Linked DNA regions of Mus musculus: region 2 is linked to region 1. Evidence: chromatin contacts called from public HiChIP or PLAC-seq data. All regions are on one chromosome and are shown on one strand. The core of a region is the stretch at or near the end of the contact, and the rest is flanking DNA. Distances in the headings are between cores, read along the strand shown.

Region 1 (6,749 bases), core at 1,732-4,231:
AAAAAGGGAAAAAAGGAGTAAGCCAGCTGGTGTTTGCCTAGAACTAGCATGCTGAGACATTTCACTTTCCAGCACTGCAGAAACTGGCCGGGGCGGCATATAACCTTCAATCCCAGAATTTGGAAGACAGAAGCAGGAAGATCAGGAGTTTAAGGTCACCCTCAGCTACATAGTAGGTTAGAGGCCAACCTGGGCTACAGGAGATCTTGTAACAATAAAATAAAATAAATAAAAATAGCAGGGTGTGGTGGTGCAAGACTTTAATCCCAACATTTGGGACGCAGAGGCAGGCCGATCTCAGAATTCAAGGTCAGCCTGATCTACCGAGAGTGTTTCAGGATAGTTGTGGCTCCGTAGAGAAAGCCTCTCGAGCTGGAGAGATGGCTCAGCAGTTGAGAGCACTGACTGCTTTTCCTGAGGTCCTGAGTTCAATTCCCAGCAACCACCTGGTGGCTCACAACCATCTGTAATGCCCGCTTCTGGTGTGTCTGAAGACACTGACAGTGTACTCACATATATAAAATAAATACATCTTTTTTTTTTTTTTAAAAAAGAGAAAGCTTCTCTTAAACAACAACAGCAACATAAATAAACTAAAAATAATAAGCCAATGCCATGCATCTCCCTCCAGAAAGATCATGCGGGCCCTGCTGGAGGTGATCTGTACCCTGCACAAACTCAACATTGTCCATCGGGACCTGAAGCCGGAGAATATCCTTTTGGATGACAACATGAATATAAAGCTCACAGACTTCGGGTTTTCCTGCCAGCTGCAGCCAGGAGAGAAGCTCCGAGGTCTGGTACTATGTATGGCCTTGGCCCATAAAGAGGCCTCAAGGGTAGAGATTGCATGATTTTCTCCCCAGAATAAAAATTCTAGCATGTCAGTGGCTAATGAGATGGCTCAGTGGATCAAATGAGGACACAAGCATGAGGACCTGAGTTCGAATCCCCAGAGCCCATGTAACTCCAGCAATAGGCTGGCAGCTAGGAGGATCTCTCGGGGTTGCTGGCTGGTCTGCCTGAATCAGTCAGCTTCAGGCCAGTGAGAAATCCTGTCTCAAAAAGCAAGGTGAAAGCGGGGCGTGGTGGCGCACGCCTTTAATCCCAAGCACTTGGGAGACAGAGGCAGGTGAATTTCTGAGTTCCAGAGTCAGGTTCCCACCACCTGAGCTCCACGCCCGGGTGCCTAAAAGGACCTAGGAATCCACAGGTGACCCTCCGAGCCTGTGTAGTCTGCTGTTACTATTGAGTGTAAAATAGGAGAGCCCTCCCAAGCACTGTTTTTGTCCTGTCTCTTGGATCTCTTGGGTAACTTCTTCCAAGGGAGGGCCCCTGGTGTCCTGTCCTGATAGCAGCCGTTCCCGCAGAGGTTTGTGGGACTCCCAGTTATCTGGCCCCTGAAATCATACAGTGCTCCATGGACGACGGCCATCCTGGCTATGGGAAGGAGGTGGACATGTAAGTGATCTGGGGGACCTAGGGGGTTGGGGGGGAAGAGGTGGCCTGACTCCAGTGAGACTACTCCTGCATGCTTCCCCTACCCGTGAGGCTAAAGGTGACACGAGGCCCCGCCCACCCTCCAGGTGGAGCACAGGCGTCATCATGTACACTCTGCTGGCTGGCTCCCCGCCTTTCTGGCACCGGAAGCAAATGCTGATGTTGCGGATGATCATGGACGGCAAATACCAGTTTGGCTCACCAGAGTGGGATGACTACTCTGACACAGTGAAAGACTTGGTGAGAGGCCATGGCCGCCCGCTCCCCAGATGTCAAGGGACAGGAGCATGTTCCAGAGTGGAGGGATCACTGTATCTGTCTCAATAATGTTAATAAAATACCTAGCAAGGGGCTGGTGAGATGGCTCAGCAGGTAAGAGCACCCAACTGTTCTTCCGAAGGTCCTGAGTTCAAATCCCAGCAACCACATGGTGGCTCACAACCATCCCTAACAAGATCTGACTCCCTCTTCTGGTGTGTCTGAAGACAGCTACAGTGTACTTACATATAATAAATAAATAAATCTTAAAAAAAAAAAAAAACAACCTAGCAAAAACCACTGAAGGGCCAGGAAATGGTGGCACATGCCTTTAATCCCAGCACTTGGAAGACAGAGGCAGGCGGATTTCTGAGTTCGAGGCCAGCTTGGTCTACAAAGTGAGTTCCAGGACAGCCAGGGCTACACAGAGAAACCCTGTCTTGAAACGCCCCCCCCCCCAAAAAAAAAAAACCTACTTAAGGAAGGAAGGGTTTGTTTATGGCTACAGATCTGTGAGGACCATCCACAGTCAGGAAGCAGAGGGAGATTAATGTTGGGGATTAGCTAGCTCATTTTCTCTTTTCCATCCAGGGCCCCAGCCCATGAACTGGAACCACCCACATTTAGGGTGTAGCTTTTCACCTCAACCTGTGTGAACAATCCCTCACAGACAGGTCCAGAGACCTGCTTCCATTGTGGTCCTAAATCCTAGCAAGTTGGCAATCAGGACCGACACTCACCCCCCGGTGTTTTCCAGAACGCTGCCATGATATTCTCAGGTCCCTTATGTTCTCCCAGGTGTCTCGATTCTTGGTGGTGCAACCTCAGGACCGCTGCTCGGCGGAAGAGGCCTTGGCACACCCTTTCTTTCAGGAGTACGTAGTAGAAGAAGTACGGCACTTCAGCCCCCGAGGGAAGTTCAAGGTACTGAAATTTAACCTTCCCTAAGGCTCTTGGGGGAGGCTGCTGTTGGCTCCTGCTGGCACCAGGCTCTCAGAGCTTTAAGCTATGAGGGAATGCCTTGTACCCACTGTTCCAATTCAATTTCTGGTTGCAGGGGATGTCAGCTAACCGACCCTGTTACCTAAATCCCTACAGATGCTTGTAGCCTGGGAATAGGGGACATCATGAAGGGCACCCCCAAAGCCAGCTAAGGTTTCCCGACAAGCTTTGCTGCGGGCTGAGGGTTCTAAGTGCTGCCCCCTGCAGGTGATCTGTCTAACTGTGCTGGCATCAGTAAAGATCTACTACCAGTACCGTCGGGTGAAGCCGGTAACCAGGGAGATCGTCATCCGAGACCCCTACGCCCTTCGGCCGCTGCGGAGGCTCATTGACGCCTATGCTTTCCGTATCTACGGCCACTGGGTGAAGAAAGGGCAACAGCAGAACAGAGCCGCCCTCTTCGAGAACACGCCCAAGGCTGTGCTCCTCTCCTTGGCTGAGGAGGAGGACTTCTGAAGGGCAGCGGGGGCCCAGGGGAAAGCAGACAGAGGGACTTGTGAGAAGAGGATGCCCCAAGTAGCCTTCTGCAAAGGAATAGGTGGCCCTACTCTGTGCTCTCAAAGGCTTGCCTCTAGAAGCACAGGGTGTTCCCAGTAAACAGCAGTAATTACAGCTGGAGCTGGATGTGCTGTGGCATGTGCCTGTTGCCCCGAGACAGTAGGATCACGGGTTCTAGCCCAGCCCGGGAAGTCTAGTGATGCTTATTTCAAAATAAAAATGAGGCTGGGAATGTAACCCTGTGGTGAGTGTAAGGTCTCCAAATTCAACCTCTGGTACAGCTAAAATAGATAATAAATAAATAAATAATAAATCCAACGCAGCTGAGACCGTGATAGGCAGAAATGGAAGGGCATAGAGCACATGTATTCTGGGAGCTATAAGCCTTCTGGCTTCTCTACTGTGCACCTTTGTTGATGTCTATAGTTTTCTTGTTTTTTTTTTTAAGATTTATGCATTTTATGTATGTTTTAGCTGCATGCATTTTATGTAACCCACATGCATGCAGTACCTGTAGAGGTCACAAGAAGGCATCAGAAACCCTGAAACTGGAGTTGTATAGATAGCTGAGCCCACCTTGTGGGTGGTAGGAATTGAACCCCTCCTCAGCAAGAACAGGCGCTCATAACTGTCTAGCTAAAGTTATGGATATTTGAGGAAGTGAAAGCAGGAGTTCAAGGTCATTTGTGGCTACACAAGGAGCTTGAGGCTAGCCTGGGCTACATGAAACCCTATCTCAAACAACAATTATATTGTGCTTCCTGATATACATAAGAATTTATTGACCTCGGGCTGGTGTGATGGCTCAGTGGGTAAGAGTACCCGACTGCTCTTCCAAAGGTCCAGTGTTCAAGTCCCAGCAACCACATGGTGGCTCACAACCATCCGTAACGAGATCTGATGCCCTCTTCTGGTGTGTCTGAAGACAGCTACAGTGTACTTACATATAATAAATAAATAAATCTTAAAAAAAAAAAAGGATTTATTGACCTCATAAGATCCAGTTCTTCTTCAGGGACATGTCTGCAGGATACACAGAAGGCCCTACATGATTAGCTAACTCTCAGAGAAGGTTCTGGCATTTGTCTTCCTAGAGGGGCACTGACTTTGGTTCTCCCACAATGCACATCTTCACTTCATAAATCATTTGCTTTACTGGGGCTTTTAAATAGTGGGCGTGGTGTGTAATCCCAGCAGGACCCAGGAAGCTGAGGTAGGAGGATCGAGAGTTCGAGACCAGCCTTGCCACATATTGAGTATCTCGTTTCAGAGGCCAGCGAGGCTAGGTTCTGGCAGCAAGGCTTTGGCACACCTCACAAAGGAAGCATTTTCCTTCTGCAGAATTTCCCAGAAGTGAAAGCTGAACCAGCCAGGGAGAAAGCAAAAAGGGAGAGAGTTTAAAAAATGTCATCTTTTGGACACTGGAGGGTTTGGTTCCTTTGTCCTTAATACTGCACTTAAGAGACAGCCCAGCTCCCAGCCTTGGTCATCCAGGTCCTCATCTTCCAGGCTACTGCAGTCCCTTCTTGCAGTCCGAGTGTTCTTTGTGTCTGTCAGAGGGGAGGGGCTCAAAAGGCCACCCTCAGACGCATGAGCTTGGTAGCCAGCTGCCTCTGGAACATGGTCACGGAGGTACAGTGCTGAGAGGGTGCTTCGGAGATCTCGGTCTGGCTGCTCACAGGTCCTCCTTCGGTCGGCCTGCACTGGAGGCGCAGCGGAAGCCCAGGTTGTCTGAGGCTGAGTCTGGAGTGTTTCCCATCCTGGATGGAGAAGGAAGAGAGGTGCATACTGCTGGGGGTGGGGATCTGTCGAGAAGAGAGGAGCTGTAGTGGTCTGAATGAGAATGGCCTGAATGCTTAGTCATCAGGGAGTGGAACTGTTTTAGAAGGGTTGGGAGGTGTGGCCTTGTTGGAGGAACTATCACAAGGGATTAGCTTTGAGGTTTCAAAAACCCATGAGAGGCCCAGGCAGGGTCTCTGACTGCCTGCTGCCTGTGGGTCAGGATGTGAAGCTCGCAAGTACCCCTCCAGCTCCACCATGTTCTGCTTCCTACCATGATGGCCATGGACTAGCCCTCTGAAACTGTAAGCAATCCCATTAAATGCTTGCTTTCGTAAGAGTTGCCTTGGTCGTGGCGTCTTTTCACAGCAACTGAATCATAACCAACATGATTGGTCTGAGGTCAAGTCCAGCAAGTGTGCCTGCCACTAGGGGGAAGGGGACAGAGTCGGGCGGTGGGTGGCCACAAAGGATTGCAATAGAGGGTGATCTTAGTGACCACTCTAAGTTTAGCAGAACAGCTCAGCACAGCTGCACGGCACGTGATGGCTATTCTTGGTCGTCACCTCAACTGCATCTGGAATTAACTAAAACTCAGAAATGGAGGGGTATACCTGTGAGGATTTTTGCTCAACTTGAAGTAGGAAGACCCACTTCTTTTTTTTTTTTCTTTAAAGATTTATTTATTTATTATATGTAAGTACACTGAAGCTGTCTTCAGACACACCAGAAGAGGGCATCAAATCTCATTACGGATGGTTGTGAGCCACCATGTGGTTGCTGGGAATTGAACTCAGGACCTCTGGAAGAGCAGCCAGTGCTCTTATCCACTGAGCCATCTCTCCGGCCCAATCCAGATCTTTTGAGGCGGGCCTTTACTCTGGGCCACACCTTCTGCTGGAAGAAGGAAACTTTCCCTCTTTGCCTGCTTGCTTTCACCTTGTGTAGTGGCTGTTCCTGGTTGTCAATTTGACAATATCTGGGATGAACTACCATTCAGAAATGGAGGGCTCACCTGTGATCCAGATCTTGAGGCTGGAAGACACAAGTTTCTAACCTGGATCTTGGTACAGAGATTTTGAGACATAATGGCCACGAAAAGCTTAGGCCCAGGCAAGGTAGTACATGCCTTTAATCCCAGGAGACTAAGGGCAAGGAGATCTCTGGCAGCCTGGGACAAAACAAGTCCCGGATCCAGGAGTGGTGGATCCTTTAATCTGGGCCACACCTTCTACTGGAGACCTTCATGAGGACATTGGAAGAAGAGCCGCTCCTCTTCTTCTGCTTGCACTTACTTGCCAGCACATCTGTTGGACTCTACTTCTACAGAAGACCAGCTGAAACAACTAGCCTCGTGGGACTGAGCAACTACTAGATTCTTGGACTCTCCATTCACAGTTGACCATTGTTGGGGAGTTAAGACTACGGACTGTAAGTCATCATAATAAATTTCCTCAGTATAAGAGATATTCCATAAGTTCTGTGACCCTGAGGAATACACCTTGCTAATAAGTCCATTCCTTCAGTGCCATTAGGGCTTACTTCTTTGGGATTCCAGCATCTACTGAAGACCAGCTGAGACATCCAGCCTCATGGACTAAACAATTACTGGTTTCTCGTACCATCCATTCATAAGCAGCCACTGTTGGCTTAGCTGGATCACAGCCTGTGTAAGTCATTCCAATAAATCCCCTTTCTATACATAGAGAGGA
Region 2 (6,469 bases), core at 930-3,429, 100 kb before region 1:
CCCGCTTTGCAGGCTCTTTCAAGCTAGCTACCAGGAAGAGGATGTCAGAACGCTGCCACTATGAATAAGTTTTCAGGTATGAGGGAGGAAATCAAAAGCTGGTTTGAAGGCTGACTTTTCAGTGAGACCTCTGACACTCATATACCTAGACTGAGGCGTAGGGTGGAACACATCCCTGTCACTCCCACTCTGCTTCAAAGAATCCACTGTGAGTAAACACACCACTAGTTCAATGTTCCACCTCCATAGGAAATCGACTCAGCACTGCAGGAGCTGTTGGTGGGGCTGGGTACGAATGACGAACGAGAATGTCTTTTTTTTTTTGAGATAGGGTTTCTCTGTATAGCCCTGGATGTCCTGGAACTCACTTTGTAGACCAGGCTGGCCTTGAACTCAGAAATCCACCTGCCTCTGCCTCCCAAGTACTGGGATTAAAGGCATGCACCACCAATGCTCGGCGAGAATGTCCTTGAATCAAGTCCTCTGCCTTAGCTTAAGCACTGCTCTGTAATCTTTCTCTCAGGTAAGAAGTTTATGTAGGGCCTTGCTAGTCCAGGCTAGCCTCAAACTCAAACTCTCCTAGCAATCCTCCTGCTTCATTCAGCCTTCCTATGGTTGGGTTTACATGTGTATGCCACTCGATCCAGGTATAATTCATTTTACTCACAGATTATCCCAAAACAAAATCCCAAATTTCCATTCTGCATAAAATTCCTGCTAAGCCAGGCAGACATCTTTAATCTCAGTATTCAGGAGGCAGAAAGAGGCAGGTAGAGCTCTATCAGTTTGAGGCCAGCTTGATCTACAGACAGAGTTCCAGGACAGCCAGGGCTACATAGAGAACCTCTGTTTCCAAACACACACACACACACACACACACACACACACACACACACACACACAAAATTAATTAATTAAAAATAAATAAATAAATAAATTTCCTTCTGGCTCCTCAGTAGAAAAATGCAGGCTATGGGGGCTGGGAAGATGGCAGTGAAGAAGTGCACTGCTCTTGCAGGGGATCCGAGTTTGATTCCCAGGATCTGTGTCAGGTGCCTCACAACTGCCTACAATTCCACAATGAGGGTATCAGAAAGCCTCTTCTGGCCTCTGCTGGTGCCAGGTATTCACACATAACACAGGAAAAACATTCATATTCAAAAAACATGTTAAATACATTAAAAAAATAAAAATTAATGTTTTGGGGACATTTTCCTGTCTGTAGATCATCATAAAGTGACAAAGTAACCTAGAGATCTGGGAAAAGACTTTAGAGAGATGAAAGACTGTTCAACCCGGGCTTGGTGGTGTGTCTGTAGTTCTAGGCATTTGGGAGGCTGGGGTGGGGTCAAGGTTTTAGATGACAAATTCAAGGTCAGTTTAAGAAACACAAAGTGGAATCTCATCTTTTAAAAACCATCCCACCTAGGAAGCATGTCTTGACAAGTTTAAAACAGAAAGTGCAGAGCAGATACAATCTAAAGCAACAAAAGCTAAGTAGTAAAGTTCTTGCTTGGAACGAGGCCCTGGCTGTGTCTTGGTGTGGTCACCTTTCTTTCTGCTGAGCTTCTTGGAATGGGTGCGTCGGAAGTTTCCCTTCTCTTAATCCTTTCAGGGGCTCCAGATGCACGTTAGATTGCTTTTGACTTAAACTGTTGCCCCTGGTACAGTGCCTGATGAGTTATTACTATTTCCAGTTTTCTAACTTCCATTTCTGCTTAAATTGTTACATCTTTATAGATGCCTTCCTCATCTGTGTTCTTTACCATCTCTAAATGCTTTTTTGAATAAAATATACATTTTTACCTCCATTTCTTCTACCTTCTCAAACAAACAAACAAACAAACAAACCCATTAATTGTTTCAAGGTCTTTCTCCAGTGTGTTATCTCAGAGACTGTTTTTTCTCCTCATTTGAAGCACTTCCCTGGTTCTTTCTGTGCTTGGTAATTTTGAATGCTAAAATACCGCTTTCTCTTTTTCGTTCGAGGTTTTTTGTTTTGGCACACAGTGTTAAGCTGCTTGGGATCAGCCTTCAAAATTGCTTCTGTACTGAGAGGGTGGGTGCAGCACAACCTTTAATTAGGGCTGAGTTAGCCTCACCCCAGGGCCATGCATACCCTTTGATGGCCTGCAAACACTCCAGCTAGTAGGAACAATCTATGTCCAACTCTGTGTGAGGTCCTGGATCACTTTGCCTAAGGCTTTCCCAGTGCTGAAGTACTCCCTCTCAAACAAGTTCAGATCAGTGCTAGACCTAGACCCTCTGCCTGTCTAGAGTTCTTTATATCTTTTTCACTTAGGTAATCTACTCCCAAATTTTCTTCCTTCTCTCCTACTCTAGCCAACTTTTATGTCTAGCTTCCCAACCAAGTTAAGACCATCAACTTTATTTGGGGTCCTTTAATTCATTCTGCAGCCTGCAAACTTCTATATGAACTGACAACCCAAGAGCTCAGGTTTGCTTCTTTCTCTGAGAAATCTCTGCTCAGTATTACCCAGTACCTACAAACGGCTATCTTGTATGCTTACTGGTTTCTTTTTCTTTTAGTGTTGAGGACAGGACTAAGGATTGCATTGCCTAGGCAGTACACTATATATACACTGAGCCAGTTGTCTGGGCTTGGTGGCTCTGGCCCAAGTAGGGAACTCACTACCCTCACAGTTGCTCACCATAACACCTGGCTTGTTCTTTGAGATAGTCTCACTGTAGCAGACTAGCCTCCAGTTTGAGAGGTTCTTCCGCTCTCACCCTTCCAAGTGTTGGCATTACAGGACAAGGCCACTATGCCCAGCTAGTTTTCTGGTTTCTTTTCTTTCCTCTTTCCTACTTCTTTACAGGGAGAGGCAGCGACGTGGGTGTCAGAGGACAATTTGCAGAAGTCAGTTCTCCACTTTGAACATGTGAGTCCCAGGAACTGAACTTAGGTCATCAGATACCTTTACTCCCTGAGCCACCCATCTCACCAGCCCTGTTTGCTGCTTTCTTAAGGTAGCAAAGTATGATGAGTACGGTCAACATCCCAGGATTTAGACTTTCCTGGAAGATGGGCCCCTGAGCATGCCCGTAAGGGATCCTCTTGGTTATGTGGATTGGTGTGTAAAGACCCATTTTAACTGGAGGTTGGACTAGTCCTTGATCTATATAAAATGGGGAGAATAAACTGAACTCGGGCATTCATTACTCTCTGGCTGCAGACAAAGCATCCCTGATGTTTCAAGTTCCTGCAGACTATAAGCTAGAATAAACCCTTTCTCCCTTAAGTCACTTTTGTCAGGATGTCTTGGCACCACAACAGTTTTCCTTCTGGAAACTAAGCCAGGGGGTTAGATTCAGCCCTAGTTTTTCTGCTCTTGCTAGATAGAATATTGCAAGTCAAATGGTGATGCCTTCGGTTCACATCTAAAGCCTTTGTCTTACTCAGCCCAATGCACCCTCTTTGTAATGTCCAAGCAATGAGTTCCCTCCTTTCTCCTGACATTTGCTCCACTTTCATGTCTAATACTGAACTCTCTCCTTCATAGTGCCTTAGTGCCTTGGATTTCTTCACTTAGCAACAGCACAGAGAAGAAAAACAAACTTTAGAATGTAATCAATTAGTTTTTTAAAAAATCAAGTCTATCCTTTTTACTATATACATAACCAGAAAAATAACCAGAAGTTAATTCCTTTCCAATGTTAAGATGACCTGTTCTGGGTATTTTAATTGTTATTGTTTTATTTATTTTGACACAGTTTCTTTGTGTAGTCTGGTTGTCCTAGAACTCTTTTTTGTGGACCAGGATGACTTCAAACTCAGAGATCCACCTGCCTCTGCTACAGACCCACTGTTCTGGGGTTTTGTTTTTGGTTGAGTTTTTTTTTGTTGTTTGTTTTTAATGTACAGAAGTGCTCTGACTTCAGACACAACAGAATCGGGCACTGGACCCTATTATAGATGGTTGTGAGCCACCATGTGGTTGCTGGGAATTGAACTCAGGGCCTCTGGAAGAGCTTCTGAGCCATCTCTCTAGCCCCTGGTCCCCCTCCCCTCATTCTAATGATGCACAGCCCTCCAATAAGCCTCAGTCTTTAACTGTTTCCTTTGTTTCCATACCCATCCATAAACCCTGCCATAGCAAGGCTTGGGGGTGCATGCCTATAAATTCTAGCGCTCAGGAGGCTGAGGCAAGAAGACCACAACTTGAGGCCAGAAAGGACTACATAGTGATATGATATTGCATAAAACCCAATTTAAAAAACAAAACAAAACAAAAACACTAACCAAAGCCAGACTTACCTACCATAAACAATTCACAGGAATTGCAGTGAATACTGCAGAGGGAGTTAGAAGAGTGGTCTTAAAGTAGTATTAAAAGCCACTTTTTTCCAGGTCAGACATTCAGAAATCATCAAATATGAAGCAATAACCCTGGCATAAAAGATTGTGTAGGGAGAAAGAAGTTGATATTGAGGATAGGCCCAAAGCTGGATAAGCCCAGAGGAAAAATTATTGAGCAGGTGGGGAGGATGGGGATACAAGTCTGCCTTTCGTCTTGGTGCCTATTGATATAGGAGAAACACACAAATGAGGCTTCAAACAGCATTTTAACAGAAGCTATTCTGACAAATAACTTAACAGTCAAAATGGTTAATTGGATAATGAACACCAGTCATCAACTTTCTAACCTCAGAAACGGGCTCTGAATGCTGGTATCTTTTTTTGTTTGTTTGTTTGTTTTTTGAGCTAGGGTTTCTCTGTATAGCCGATGGTATCTTTTAATATTATTTTAGAAGTGGTAAATAAAAGAACAAGGTACAGAATTCAAAAGTTGTAAAACAGTATGGATGAAGTCTGAGGCATTAGATAAAGTAAAATAAGCTTTTCAGCCTGATGTGGAGCACATGCCTGCAATCTCAGCACTCCGAAGGCAGGACGGCCAGGAAAGACTGAGCCTAGCCCTGCTGCATGAGACCTCCTTCCAAAACAAAACACAACACAACTTACTCACAAAACGACAACTACTAAGTAAGCTTTGCTGTACACATTTTACCTCTACTTTTAATTTTTTTCACTATTCAATTCCTGAAGTTTTATTTTACTAAACTTGTTTTTTTTTAAACAGTCACATGTAGCCCAGTTTGCCTTAAACGATGTAGCAAAAGATGACTTTGAACTCCTGATTCTCCAGCCTTTACCTCCCAAATCCAAGTAAACTCCATGTCCAGCTTAAAGTTTTATTCTCATTAATTTTGTCTCCTCCTCCTCTTTTTCTTCCTCCTCCTCCTCCTCCTCCTCCTCCTCCTCCTGCTTCTCCTTCTCCTTTTTCTATGCGCCTTTTGAAACAGGACATCATTCTATAGCACAGACTTGCCTCAAATATTTGGCAATCCTCCTGCCTTAGCCTCTTGAGTGCCGGACTAATTAAAGGTATAAGCTACCACACCCAGACAAAGGCTTTATTTTAGTTCTTGGTTTCTCTAGACAAAGAATCTCGGTAGCCCCGGCTGTCCTGGAACTCACTCTGTAGACCAGGCTGGTCTCAAACTCAAAGAGAAACACCTGCTTCTGTCTCCTAGAGTGCTGGGATTAAAGGAATGTACCACCACCAACCAGCTACCAGCTACAATCTTAACGTTACAAAATACTATACCAAGAACATATCTTTCAATTTTGCCTTCCAGCCAGTTCCAGACCTTTGGATAATACATTCTACTCCCTCAGAGAACTTCTCTATATGCTTGTATGTCTGTTATTAAGAAGAATACATGTAGACTTAAGAAAAAGAAAGAACTCACATAAATATGAGAGATTCCAGGGAGGAAAAGAAGGCCTCATATCTTTTAAATGAAACAAATTACACAGAAGTATACTACTTATTAATAGTAATGTATCTATTGTTTATGTTCTTTAGTCTTTTCATGTAATGTATCTCAGAGACTTCTGAATTAGTTCATATACGACTACCATTCTCATTATAAAGGCTAATTCAACATATGACCAAATCATCATTTTCCTTGTTTTTCTTACTGACAGGCATTAGGATTTGTTCAAACTTTTATGATAAGCAATACAGCACTGCCTGAACCCTTTTTAACCCCTACAAACACTGTACATATGCCTACAACGGATTTACTGAATCACAAAGCAGTTGTCTTCTCATTACTACACTAGTGAACAGTAGTTTTCACATATGAGTTTTATAGGTGGCCCTTGTAAGCTCTACATCTGCAGGCTAAAATATCTGTGGACAAAAAATACTTAGGGGGGAGAGGGGAGGAAAGTGGAGGTGAGGTTTAACTAGGCTTTAAGTAGCTATAATCCTAGCTCCTTGGAAGACTGAAGTAGGAGGATCACAAGTTCAAGGCCTGTCTGGGCAACTTAGTGAGACTCTGCTTCAAAATAAAAACTCAGCTGGCATGAATCTAACTAAAACACCTGCCTAGCACAACTAAGACCTTAGGTTTAGTATCTGATACCATAAAGAAA

Evidence for each region. HiChIP or PLAC-seq counts read pairs in DNA pulled down with a chosen protein or histone mark.
Region 2: an H3K27ac HiChIP or PLAC-seq map of embryonic stem cells shows a contact between it and region 1, with 5 read pairs. The contact joins two enhancer-like sites. A contact is called at or near these places in 1 of 484 Hi-C or Micro-C datasets (the Patski cell line), 1 of 115 datasets of contacts at active chromatin or transcription factors (embryonic stem cells) and 3 of 9 other capture datasets (adipose tissue, liver and pancreatic islet).

What each region holds. Positions count from the first base shown.
Region 1 is chr5:129,860,908-129,867,656 of GRCm38.p6, reverse strand. Sumf2 (sulfatase modifying factor 2) reads right to left here. Exons shown (of 9, transcript NM_026445.2): 9 at 3,706-5,018. The coding sequence ends at 4,934. It overlaps Phkg1 (phosphorylase kinase gamma 1), which reads left to right. Exons shown (of 10, transcript NM_011079.3): 6 at 632-795; 7 at 1,371-1,461; 8 at 1,587-1,740; 9 at 2,557-2,682; 10 at 2,968-4,226. The coding sequence ends at 3,216. Among named protein-coding and RNA genes, the nearest start is that of Phkg1, 15 kb to the left of the region's middle. Within about 2 kb of position 2,981, at least 35 of the 459 cell types and tissues checked have an H3K27ac peak or open chromatin away from gene starts, as enhancers often do. A contact at or near this core is called in embryonic stem cells, where this site is marked.
Region 2 is chr5:129,962,306-129,968,774 of GRCm38.p6, reverse strand. The region is part of intron 1 of Vkorc1l1 (vitamin K epoxide reductase complex, subunit 1-like 1); the gene reads right to left. Among named protein-coding and RNA genes, the nearest start is that of Vkorc1l1, 23 kb to the right of the region's middle. Within about 2 kb of position 2,179, at least 28 of the 459 cell types and tissues checked have an H3K27ac peak or open chromatin away from gene starts, as enhancers often do. A contact at or near this core is called in embryonic stem cells, where this site is marked.